2 separate regions of the Danio rerio genome follow, and region 1 is linked to region 2. A link is a contact called in public Hi-C data. All regions are on one chromosome and are shown on one strand. The core of a region is the stretch at or near the end of the contact, and the rest is flanking DNA. Distances in the headings are between cores, read along the strand shown.

Region 1 (6,792 bases), core at 2,753-5,252, 150 kb before region 2:
ACTCACAGGAACTTTCCGTCCGGCTGAGATCCAGAGTACAGTCGTCTTTCCCCCTCCTGCCGAGGGATCTTGCCGTGGAACCAGGGCATTTTCTCATGCGCTGTGGTGGCGATCAGTTTCTCTAGCTGTGGAGCCTGGCTGATGATGGCTTGCTCCATGGCATCCCCCTAAAAAGGTAACAAAAATGTGACCCCTTGTTAAAAATATGCGAGGGTTCTTTGCTGTTGGAGCATGACAATCAAATGCATTTTTAAAATGCACCATTTATGGAAACAGGTCATTTTAGCGTGGCTTCTAAAGTGACATCTTCAATGAAAAAAGACCTTCACATTTATACAAAACAGTGTTTGTGTCTCAATGTCAATTTAGGCATCTGGTGTATTGAATATACTGCATCCGTCAATGTATTTATAAGTCATAATGTCAAGTTGATAGTACAGGCCCAGCCTATTGAAAGGGGTCATTCTTTTTTCTCAAAGCTGACTTTTTTGACCCAGTTGTTTGCTTCATTTTTAAAATGTCACTAAAATGCAGTATTTGAACATCATAATTAATGTTTAACATCATAATAATTCAATGATGTTCAAATACTGCATTTTAGTGACATTTTAAGCACTAATATTTGCTGGATTAGCTTTTTGGATGGTGATCATAACCACACTTTTTGATGCAAAAAATATTTTCTACATTTTTGTTAAAGTGCTTACCATACTAATTTACCACAAGGTGTTTATTTACAAATCTGCATTTACATTGTAAGTTATTGCAGTTTTATAAATTATGTATTGACATCAGAATTAAAATATATATATATATGAAAAAAGAAATATGAATTAGATATATAAAAAATGCTTATTTTTAAAATACAAATTTCTCATCATCCATCGTAAAAAAAAAAAAAAAACAATTAGCAATCTGTTCAAACTTGTTTTAAATTAAAAACTATAGCCTATAAACAAATAACAAACTGGCCAGCTCATTTCCTCAGTCAGAATTTATCCTTTTGAATAATTCAAAATTAAATTAGTCTTAAAGCCTTCTTCTATTGACTATTTTCACAATTTATGATTTATGAACTGTCAAAAACAGGACAAGTGAGCAGCCAAATTCTGAACTTTGTCAGTAGGGGGGTTGAGTCTTTTGAACACCCCAAACTCCCCCTGGCTACGGGCCTAGTAGATGATACATGTTCATTATTTTTAATTGAAAGGTTTGATTATTGGACTTAATCTGTGATTGAAACAATCAATCCACCACATATGAACATTCTGTAAAACAGGTTTGTAATGACACGAGTATACGAAAACATAATTTAAATGTTTTGCAATCTATAGTTTTAGTTTAAGAGAAATCACTGAAGTTCTGAATTTGTTTAAACTTCAAAAATGACATGCAAAAGCCATTCTATTCAACATCCTTTCCAAATTACACTAGCACACATTTTTGTAAAAGATAGATATTTCGTAGATTGATTGAATAGATAATTCAGCCATTCTTTTCTTTTTTAGTGTCCTTTGTTCCAATAGTGGAAGTCAATGGTAAACTAAAATCTTCACATATCTTGTGCTACGCTACACAGAGGAAGTTTAAAATGTATCAAGACAAAATATATCTAGGGATCCACATAAAAAGCCAAACACACAAGTGAGTTATATGTGGGTGAGTAAAAGATGAAAGAATTTTCATTTATGTGTAAACTTTCTCTTTAGTGCATTTACGCATAAGCATATAGGTTTTAAATATACCGGAAAACAGACTGTGTAAAAACAACTTCAACTTCCTTATATCCAGATTATGTATTTTGCATAAAACATACAAAACTATGGAGTTTTGTAAGTACATACCGAATATGTACAGTTACCAAATATTCAAGATGTTTGTCAACTAATCAGAATCAAACTTGTGCACAATCTGCTTTGACTATTCCTAAAGAAAGATTTTTCTTTCTTCTTTAAAACTGGTCTTAACTTTTTAAAGTCAGTTATGTGTTACCCTACACCACAAAACCAGTGTTATGTTACACGGTGATATATAGAATGGGTCAAAATAGATTTTTTGTTTAGGCCGAAAACCATTAGAGTAAACCAGGTAAAGATCATGTTCCAGAAAAGTTGAGATATTTTTGGAAAAGATTTTTAAAGTTTCTTACTGTAAATATGTCAAAATGTCTCAATTTTTGGTTTTGGTTAGTAATATACAGTTGAAGACAGAATTATTAGACCCCCGTTTATTTTTAAAGGAGATTTTTATTTTTTATTTTAAAAGAGAGCAGATTTGTTCAACACATTTCCAAAACACAATAGTTTTAATAACTCATTTCTAATAACTGATTTATTTTATCTTTGCCATGATGACAGTAAATAATATTTGACTAGAAATTTTTCACAACACATCTATACAGCCTAAAGTGACCTTTAAAGGCTTAACTAGGTTAATTAGGTTAACTAGGCAGGTTAGGGTAATTAGGCAAGTTATTGTATAATGATGGTTTGTTCTGTAGACAGTCTGAAAAAACTAATAATAATTAGGGGCTAATAATATTGACCTTAAAATGGTTCATAAAAAATTAAAAACTGCTTTTATTCTAGCCAAAATAAAACAAATAAGACTTTCTCCAGAAGAAAAAATATTATCAGACATGCTGTGAAAATTGCCTTGCTCTGTACATAATTTGGGAAATATTTAAATAAGAAGAAAAAAATCAAAGGGGGGCTAATAATTCTGACTTCAACTGTACATTGCTGAGCACTTTCTTTAGCAAACTTTTTCCTCAATATTGTGTTTTTTTTTTTAACACGCAGAGTTCAGATTTTCAAATTGTATTTTGGCGGACATCCTAACAAACCTTACATTAATTAAAGGTTTGTTTATTGAGCTTTTTGATAATGTTTAAATCTCAATAAATAACTTGTGGTCCAGGCTCACATTTAAGATCATAGATTTGCACAACTGATTAGTGCCTGGTGAACCTAACATAGTCTTAACATATAAGAATAATCCACTGGCCACAGTTTTGATCTCCTCACCTCCAGTTTCCAGGTATGCCGCACATATTCCCTGAGCATGTTGTCCCTCAGGTTATCGAAGACGCCTTTCCGGATTTCTGTTTCAGGCGATCTCAGACAGGGCTTCCTCAAGGTGCACACAAGGCCGTCGGGGTCTTTGCTGTAGTATTCACAGAGCTCCGCTGGTCCACAGTGAGGCTTCCCTCCTGCGATACAATACGTTCCGTTGAGCTGTTTCTCAATGGAGTAATGGTAGAAGTCCAGGTTCCAGATCATAGACAGCACATAGCCACCCAGACTGCGCAGGCACTGTCGCAGGAGGAACAGGCCGTCTCCCATACCAGCCAGCTTGAGGTGCTCCTCGGCCTCCGAGCGACTGATGCTGCCATAGAAGAATGGGAGATCGGCGGCAGGTTCGGTCATGATGGAGGTCCCGAGGGGTCCAAGACTCGAACTAGATCACGAGCTGTGGAAATGGAGATGCTTTCAGGCAGAGAGACAGATTGAAGCGGCTGATAACGTCAACAAAATGGGGCAAACTGTTGTGAGCATGTGTTTTTGCTGATGTGGGAAGTGGGAGGATGTCGCCCATCTCAAAGCACATCTCCTTTTTTCACTGTTTGCCTGCTTTTATCAATTACATTTGGAATTGAATGTAGCTTTGGGCCTAGCATATTAACATTTGGCCTTATGTGATTCGAAGAAATGGTATGTATATGTATGTAGAGTAAATATGTAGCCTAAAGGTTGGTGTAGTTGATGTTTTAGTGTTGCTTTTTTGCAACTGGCAAAGTCTCGCATTCGGATTGAATCACCACAACAGGAAGCTCAGACGTATCCTTCTCCGCCCCCGCCATGCAGCTCTTATATGAAAACCCTCCACCCTGCGCAGGTGCTGATGCTTCAAGAATGTTCCTAAGACTGTCAACAGACACATGCTTTGTTGAAATGCACATGTGGGACCGAAGCTGTTTAAAAACGCTGTAGATATCAAAAAGGCCCAAAGATGCAACTGAGGGACCATAAAATTAGTCCCTACACTTTAGAAAATGCTTTCTTGTTTCAACCCAAATTTAGATAAATGTGGATAAACTTTAAAGTTGGGTTAAAATTTTAAAACACTTTAGTTAAAGTATACCAATTCTCACTATTAACCACTGGATATTGGCTGACAGTTTGGATTTATATTGTAGGATGTAATTCTACATCCCTAATCCCCACCTAAACCCAACTAATACCTTAATAACTATTAATAAGCAGCAAACTAGTAGCTAAAAGTCTTAGTTAATGGTTTGTTAATTAAAAAAATGTACCTTAACATAAAGTGTGACCAAAATTTCATTCAAGAGTTTTTTTTTTGTCCATATTTAACCCAAATTTGACTTAAAACAGTGTCATTTTTGAATGCATATAACAACTTCTTTATGTCGTGATGAACATTTTCCAGTGACTGAATGCTAAGGCTGTGTTGAGAGTAGGAGGTCAATGATGAAACATTTAAGCATCTTGTTTTTACCTCACAGTGAAAGTTTTACCAAAAAACAGATGGCGAAAAAAAACCCTACTGCTTTTCTGGAATTTTAGATTCCATCGTTTTTATGCAAATGATCTGACAATGTCTTGCAGGCCGAGCAGCACATGCATCACAATGAATAAGAACAAGTGGAGGACCCTAGATAGAGAGCTTTGATTTAAACCACAGTTTCCTGGACACAGAGGGACGTCACACATAAAGGGACGTCAACTGTTGAATATACAGCACAAAGCAAGACCCTGCCACAGCCACACACACACACCCTGACTTTAACCACCACAGGCCACAGCAAAGACACTGGAGGACAGTTCTCTGTTTGAAGGAAGACATGAGACTCATGAGACAATCTGATACTTTTACAATTTCCTTGTGGAAATTTTACTATTATTTACTTTATTTATGGATAAAACACAATGTACAATTTATGATCTGAAGAAAAAAAAAATAGATGTTATAAATTAAATAAAAGACCAAATTTTAACATTTACGCATTAATATGTGTGTGTGGCTACGATTATCATAACTTATAAATTACAAATGTACGGTGGCCGAGGGAGCTCAATCTGCTGCACTTTAAGAAAACGCATGCAATTGCAAAAAAGCAATAGCAAAGGTCTTCATCCTTTTGACAGCACATGTGCTGCAAATCCTCACAACACAAACACATAAAAATGCCTGCATCTTCTCACAACACTTGCAAATAGAACAGAACACAACGGAAATGTTTCAAGGGACCATTTCCGTCACTATTGCTCAGTGAAATTGTGGGTGATCTTTGAAAGGTGAGTTTTTAAAAAATTTTATTTTAACATTCTTATTCCTAGTCTTTTGTATTTTATCAGCCTAAACAACTATTACCTAAATAACTGGGTTCATCACATTTTAGGGTCCCCATAAAACATTTCCATTGTGTTCCATTCTATTTGCATGTGTTGTGAAAAATGCAGGCGTTTTTGTTATTTGCTTGCGTTGTGAGGATTTGCAACACGTGCTATTCAACCGATGAAGAATGTTTCTTAATTTTCTGGTGTTTTTTGCAATTGCTCATGTTTTTTAAATAAGACATGAGTTAGCCAAAAACAATTTTATTTAATTAATTTCTAATTAGAATTGTTAAGTATTCTACACACATTTTATTAAAGTACATACATTTGTTGTGTGTGTGTGTGTGTATATATATATATATATATATATATATATATATATATATATATATATATATATATATATATATATATATATTGTATATATACAGTGCTCAGTATATATAAGTATACCCCTCACAAATCATTCATTCATTCATTTTCTTTTCGGTTTAGTCCCTGAACGAACCACCAACGTATCCAGTATATGGTTTTACGCAGTAGATGCCCTTCCAGCTGCAACCCATCACTGGAGAACACCCATACACTTTCATTCACACACATACATTACAGCCAATTTAGCTCACCCAATTCACCTGTACCGCATGTCTTTAGACTTGTGGGGTAAACTGGAGCACCTGGAGAAAACCCACTCAATTGCAGGGAGAACATGCAAACACAGAAATGCCAACTGACCCAGCTGAGGCTCAAACCAGCGACCTTCTTGCTGTGAGGCGACAGCTACCTACTGCGCCACTGCATCGCCCCCTCACAAATCACTTTTTTTAAATTCATATTTTTAATAGGAAGCTATACAATATTATATTTGTGCATCTACATTAGATTAGTGAGTACTGAAGCCAAATCTGGAGCTTATCTAACAAAATAACTTACGATAACCGTCTAAAAACTAGTATACCCAAAATTATATGTTATAGAAAAATATTAAATACAAAAAAAGGAAAAATCAAGAGAAGCAAAAAAAAAAAAAATTATATATATATATTTTTTTTTAATTTAGTTGAAATTGTGTAGGTTGTAATTTCTTTTGCAAATTTTGCTTGAATTTAATTTGATTATTTTTCAATTTCTAAATATGTTTCGTGACTGAAAGATAATTTTATTATATCTGTTTAATAAATCTGTTTTGTTTAGACGCACCAAATTTCATTGTCTATATACACTGAGAATGGATAAAAATATTTCAAAATAGAGTGTACTCGGTAGTGCTGAGCACTGTACATATATATATATATATATATATATATATATATATATATATATATATATATATATATATATAAAATTTTCTAGAGTTATATTGTTTTTATTAATACAACTGAGATGGGAAATGTGTGGGCAGGATTTAGGCCTACCAGTCAGATTTTGT
Region 2 (6,244 bases), core at 13-2,512:
TTTTGAAGTGAAGGACAAGTTGGTGAAATTATGGCAATGAAAATACTGTATTTATCAGGATAAGGATTATTAGCACTACAAAGTGCCTTTGAGAGTTTTAGAGAGTTTTGTTTATTTAATTGATTAAACAATTAATTGTTACTCAATTCATATTTGTTGAATTTAATTTATAAAATTGCTTGTAATCTGTTACCTCAATTTTATTGAGTAGATAGAGGGTATTATTTATTACAGTGTGCACACTGTGTGCACATCAGATGTTTTAACCACCTCTAAAGAAAGGCAAAATGGGCATGGGGATGCCAATGAGTAAATAAGGGGGCATTTACCACATCATGACAGGGTGGAAAGCAATTTCAAGAACACATGCAAAATGATTAATAATATTATGAAAACAAAACATAAAAGTTATCAAAATGACATATCTGATCAAATAACTTGTTAGAAACAATAAGAAGATTTAAAAATCTTTTTAATTTGATCTAATTTACCTACTTTTTAGACTCACTGAAGTTGGCTGTTCAGTGTGGGACATGACAAAGTCACATCCATTTAATGAAAGAATATGGCAAAAATGGACAAAAACATATTTCAAAACACTTATAATTTTACCTGCATGTGTGTGAGTATGAAACTAGATCAGTCTCAAAAATAATACATTTATAAAATACAATTCATACATCCACAGCACAATTCACATTAACAAAATCCAGTTTGTCAGTTCAAAACACAATTCGTAAATACACAACTTTGTAAATGTGAATTGTGCTGTGGATATAGGCTATGAATTGTCTTTCTTTAATGTGTTATTTTTGAGACTGATCTAGTTCCATATGTAAAGGCTTAACCAATTATATTAAAACATCAGAATTTAATTATTTCACATTATGTTAATATGATTGATTCAATCTTTATGACTGATTTCTGCACTTTATGGTGATAATGACCCATAAAAGTAAAGATTACTGAACCGGAGCTTAAGAAAATGCTTATTTTGGAAGAAAATGTCAGATGGTAGAGGATTTTGCATCTTAACAATTGATAACCCACCTTTATACAATGTTGTAAACCTAAATAAATAAATAAATGCTATTAAAATGTTTGATTTTCGAAAAAATAATTTCCCAGTTCTGAGAACAGCTGGGGAAAATATGGCTATGGTCAATATTTATGTAAGAGGTGCTGTAAAGCCCACACTTTCCATTTGAAGTGGTTTCATTTTAGCGAATGCATTAAATAGAGAAATTGTAGGTAAATGTCGCGGTTAATGGGCCGAATGGCGTCAGAGAGTCGACAGGTGAGCTGCAGGTAAACTTGACCTCAGCTTGTTAAACCTGTGCCGCGGCTCGTGCCAGCCGTTCACATGTAAAACCGCATGATTCTGGTCTGTCCGCATAGCAAGCTGACAGCAAGATACAGTGGCTCAATTGAGAAATGCCACCGTTCGCTCGGTTTCACCTGAACCCTCCACAGGTGATGTCAGAGACCGGGACCCGAGTAACAGGATCGGGGACATTTCTCCTCTACTTAAACCTGACACATGGAGCGCTCGGCGGTGGATGCGTTTTCCAGAGGTAAGAGAAGGTCTACTGCTTTTTATCCTTTGGCTGTTATCGACTAGAGAGCGTTTATATAAGACAGTTATGTTAATCGTTAGCGCTTATGGTAGTGTTTGTTTGCTTTCCCTGTAAGTCTGTGCTGTGCTCCCCTACCAATTAATTCATTATCCAGAGGATTCACTTTTCCCAGCTCAATGATGCGTGCTCTGCGGGGTAATGATAGGCCCACAGAGCGGATACAGCGCTAAATGTGTGGTGGTTATTTGATCTTGCTGGGTTTGTGATATTGTATCTACAATGTGTGATTGAAAGAGTATTGATTTAAAACAACCACGTGATCTTTATGACAGTTAGTAGTTTAGTACACTACTGTCAGCTGGATATTTATATATTTTTTATTGAAACGTACTGCACTATATGGCACACACAATCAGTGTGCGAATTATATATATATATATATATATATATATATATATATATATATATATATATATATATATATATATATATATATATATACATATATATATATATATATATATATATATATATATATATATATACATATATATATATATATATATATACATATATATATATATATATATATATATATATATATATATATATATATATATATATATATATATATATATATATATTGATGGGGGGTTAAACTTATTCAGTAGTAGTTTCTTTTTTTAGGCTACATGCAGATATAAACACCAATTTTACAAGAAATGTGTTTTGTGAATACATATTACTTAGGCTACATGTTTTGATGTGCTTCAGCGGGATCAAGCATTAATTAAGGGGGTCAATCGACCCAACCCCCCTGTAATTCGCACCTTGCACACAATCACTATGAAAACCTCATGAGATCATAAAGATGACTTTGTGGTGAAAATGGAAACAATAACCGTCACCAAAAGTAACTTTGTTGCACTGTCAAGCAATTGCTGGTAAAGAGGTAAAGAGAACCTTTCAGAAGCGTTCAATTTCAATTCAAAACGATTTTGAATCCTTTAGCGAGTCGATTTTTTTTTTCTTGAAATAATTTGTTCTCTTATTCCTTTGACGGTAGATGACGACAAATGTGTGTTGTTTGATACTAAATCATTTGCTTACTGAAACGCCTTTTCATGCCTGAAATGCCACTCATGCAATTTCTTTATAATATTTTTCTCTGCTGTCCTTCCATTCACACTGACACCAATAACAGAAACAAAGATTTTTAAAAAGCTGCTCTGGTGGAAGTGAGTGTAGATTTACATTTTTTTTACAATATAGAAAACATTCTGTAGAGTGCCCTTTGAAAACATGTATGACTTATAGCACGGTGCTCAGCAAACCATTCAGCAGGATTTTACACTTCTTTTTTTATGCAGAAATGAATGAACCTCCCTTTAGAGATGATATAAGACATGTATTTTGTTAAAAAATATAATGAATAAAAACTTTTATTTCTGCATTTTTAAAATCATTTTAAAGAGATAGTTTAACCAAAACTGAATATACTCATTCATTTATTTACTTTTTTGTGTCACAAAAGAAGTTACTTTGAAGAACGCTGGAAACCAGTAACCATTCTCTTCCATAGTATTTTATTTTCTACTAATGAAGTCAACAGTTACAGGTTTTCAGCTTTCTTTAAAACATATTTATTAGTGTTTAATGGAAATTAGGTGACATGGTGGCATAATGAATAGCGCTCGCAGCAAGAAGGTCGCTGGTTTGAGTTCCAGCTGGGCCAGTTGACTTTTCACTGTGGAGTTTGCATGTTGACGTGGGTTTTCTCCAGGTGCTCTGGTTTCCCTCATAGTCCAAAGACATGTGCTGAAGGTGAATTGAATAAGTTAAATTGGCCGTAGTGTATGTGTGTTTGTCCTGGACCTTCAGATTTGGGGGTTGAGCGTTGGGCTAACAACCCACTACATATAAACTGGATGTTAAGAAACACCAACATTGCAGCTAAATATCCACTTTGATATAAATGGCCCTGCAGTGTTTAACAGAAGGAATAAACTCATAAAGGTTTGAAAGCACTTGAGGGTGAGTACATAGTGAGTAAATGTTCATTTTGATGTGAACTGTCCCAGAGATCAAATGTCTGTCTAGCACATAAACTTCTTTTAAGCACTGAACTGGAATGCAGTAAATTAGCTTGACCGACTTGAACTCTGTAAAGAAACAAATACTTGATCATATGAATTCCACCTACAAAAACATGCCATAAAGTGTTAAAAGTCACCACACCTTAAGCTGTAAACACACAGACAGAAAAGACTGGATTATCCTTTAATAAGATTTGAGTGCCTCCACATCTACTAGCGACTCCAGAAAGGTAGAGATTTGCTTTTGTTCGGTAGCTCCATTGTGTCACAATAGAGTCCGGAACAGTCCTCTGTGTAAAGACAACAAGCTTTGGCACCATGGCAAGGGTTTTGTTTCTCAACACAGAGATGTATTTTTGACATATCATTATAAAACACTCTCTCCCTTTCTCAGGTATCCCCTCATTTCCATCCTTTGTCAAAATGGCAGGCGTGTTTTCCTACGAGAGCTCTGAGGTGGACTGGTGTGAGGACAACTATAAACATTCGGAGAATGTTGTGGAATATTTCAACACGGTATGAGCATGTTAACACAAATCTTTTTACACTCCAGCACAGTTTCAATCCAGCAGCTATAATACCAGAGGAATCCCATTCAAGGCCATGCTAACTATGCTAATTGCTGCAGTCTCCATGTCATAATGCTAAAAGTGCCATGGTTTCATCCAGAAACTACACCCACATTAATGAGACTGACTCAGCAACGTTACACCTATCCATCTGCACAATAAGCACCAATTCAGCCCAATCAGGTTTTACTCATAGTCCTACCTCATTCAAAAAGCCAATACAAAATGGGCAGAAGTCAATATGGTTGCTATAATATCAAATGTTGTTGAGTGTTTGATTCACATTTTTTTTCACTTCAGATGAGCAGTTTCATCTTCTTTGTGATCTCACCTATAATGCTGTACCTGCTACACCCGTATGCCAAGGAAAGGAACCTGGCTGTGCATCTGGTCTGGATCATGATGGTGTTTGTAGGTAAGTGTGACAGTGGATCAAAGAAGGGCTGTGCTGTTAGTAATCCAGCAGGGGGCAGCATTGCTTAATATCCAGGTCTACTCTATGGGTCAGAAGGGGCAAGAAACAGTTCTTGTAAATGTATTTTATTCCTCTGTATATTTTATGTTTCTTTGAGCAAACAATAAGAACTATCATATTCATGTGTATGAGACACCAAATGACATTCTAGTGGATGATTTATGTTTTTAAAAATACCCAACGAGACATTTATTGGTAAAATAAAAAATAAAATAAACATTTGTGACACCTTCTAAGGCATCCACTAGACCGTCATTTGGTGTCACAATAGTTTATATACCAATAAATGTCTTGTTAGGTATATTCAGAAAAATAATCTAAATATAAAAATAATAATAATAGATAAATCAAAAAATAAAAAGTATAGCCAAGGTGTGATTGCAATGCCTTGGTTGGGGACTAGTTTGTCTAGGTTTGTTACAGGGTAAAGGTTTGATTCTGTACAGAGATACTCTATTTTGTAATTGTTTAAGAATCAATAAAACTGTTATTCACTAAGAATGTTTTTATTTATTTAAAATTTAGTATGATAATATATGCTTTATATATTTTAATAAATACATGTGAGAATAAGGGTTGTTTTACGAATGAAAGTTGAAAATAAATATAATTGTAATGTTGAATCTTGAAACATTATATCACCAATAATTTGACACATTTCCTGCATTAAATATATTTTCTATGTATGTTAATAATTCATCATGTTATATGAAATGCAGCTAAATAAATTGAACAATGTTTATATGAACAAAAAAAATGCTAAAAACCTTCAAATATATACTGACCACTTTTTAGGTACACCTTAGTAATACTGGTTTGGACCCCCTTTTGCCTTCAAACTGCATTAATCCTTCGTGGCATAGATTCAACAAGGTACTGGAAATATTCCTCAGAGATTTTAGACCATATTGACATGATAGCATCACGCAGTTGCTGCAGATTTGATGGCTGCACATCCATGATGCGAATCTCCCGTTCCACCACATCCCAAAGAAGCTCTATTGGATTAAGCTCAAGTGACTGTGGAGGCCATTTGAGTAGAGTGATCTCATTGTCATGTTCAAGAAACCAGTCTGAGATAATTCACGCTTTATGACATGGCATGTTATCCTGCTGGAAGTAGCCATCAGAAGATGAGTACACTGTGGTCATAAAGGGATGGTCATGGTCAGCAACAATACTCAGGTAGGCTGTGGCATTGACATGATGCTCAATTGGTACTAATGGGCCCAAAGTGTGCCAAGAAAATGTCCCCCATACATAACACCACCACCAGCCTGAACCATTGATACAAGGCAGAATGGATCCATGCTTTCATGTTGTTGACGCCAAATTCTGCCCCTACCATCCGAATGTTGCAGCAGAAATCGAGACTCATCAGACCAGGCGATGTTTTTTCAATATTTTTCTTGGTGACCCTGTGCGAATTGTAGCATAAGATTCCTGTTCTTAGCTGACAGAAGTGGTGTGGTCTTCTGCTGCTGTAGCCCATCTGCCTCAAGTGTTGTTTATTCGGACATGCTCTTC

What was found. A called contact is a pair of places that touch in the nucleus more often than the background predicts.
Region 1: a Hi-C map of an unstated tissue shows a contact between it and region 2, with 2.1 times the contacts expected there. The contact joins the enhancer-like site here to the promoter of acer1 in region 2. A contact is called at or near these places in 4 of 18 Hi-C or Micro-C datasets (caudal fin, embryo, hematopoietic stem cells and 1 more).

Annotation. Positions count from the first base shown.
Region 1 is chr8:22,265,066-22,271,857 of GRCz12tu, reverse strand. It overlaps zap70 (zeta chain of T cell receptor associated protein kinase 70), which reads right to left. Exons shown (of 13, transcript NM_001020589.1): 2 at 3,027-3,471; 3 at 7-167. The coding sequence starts at 3,428. Among named protein-coding and RNA genes, the nearest start is that of zap70, 5.3 kb to the right of the region's middle. Within about 2 kb of position 4,002, at least 4 of the 62 cell types and tissues checked have an H3K27ac peak or open chromatin away from gene starts, as enhancers often do.
Region 2 is chr8:22,110,641-22,116,884 of GRCz12tu, reverse strand. It overlaps acer1 (alkaline ceramidase 1), which reads left to right and starts at 1,262. Exons shown (of 7, transcript NM_001017603.2): 1 at 1,262-1,574; 2 at 4,068-4,189; 3 at 4,543-4,657. The coding sequence starts at 4,097.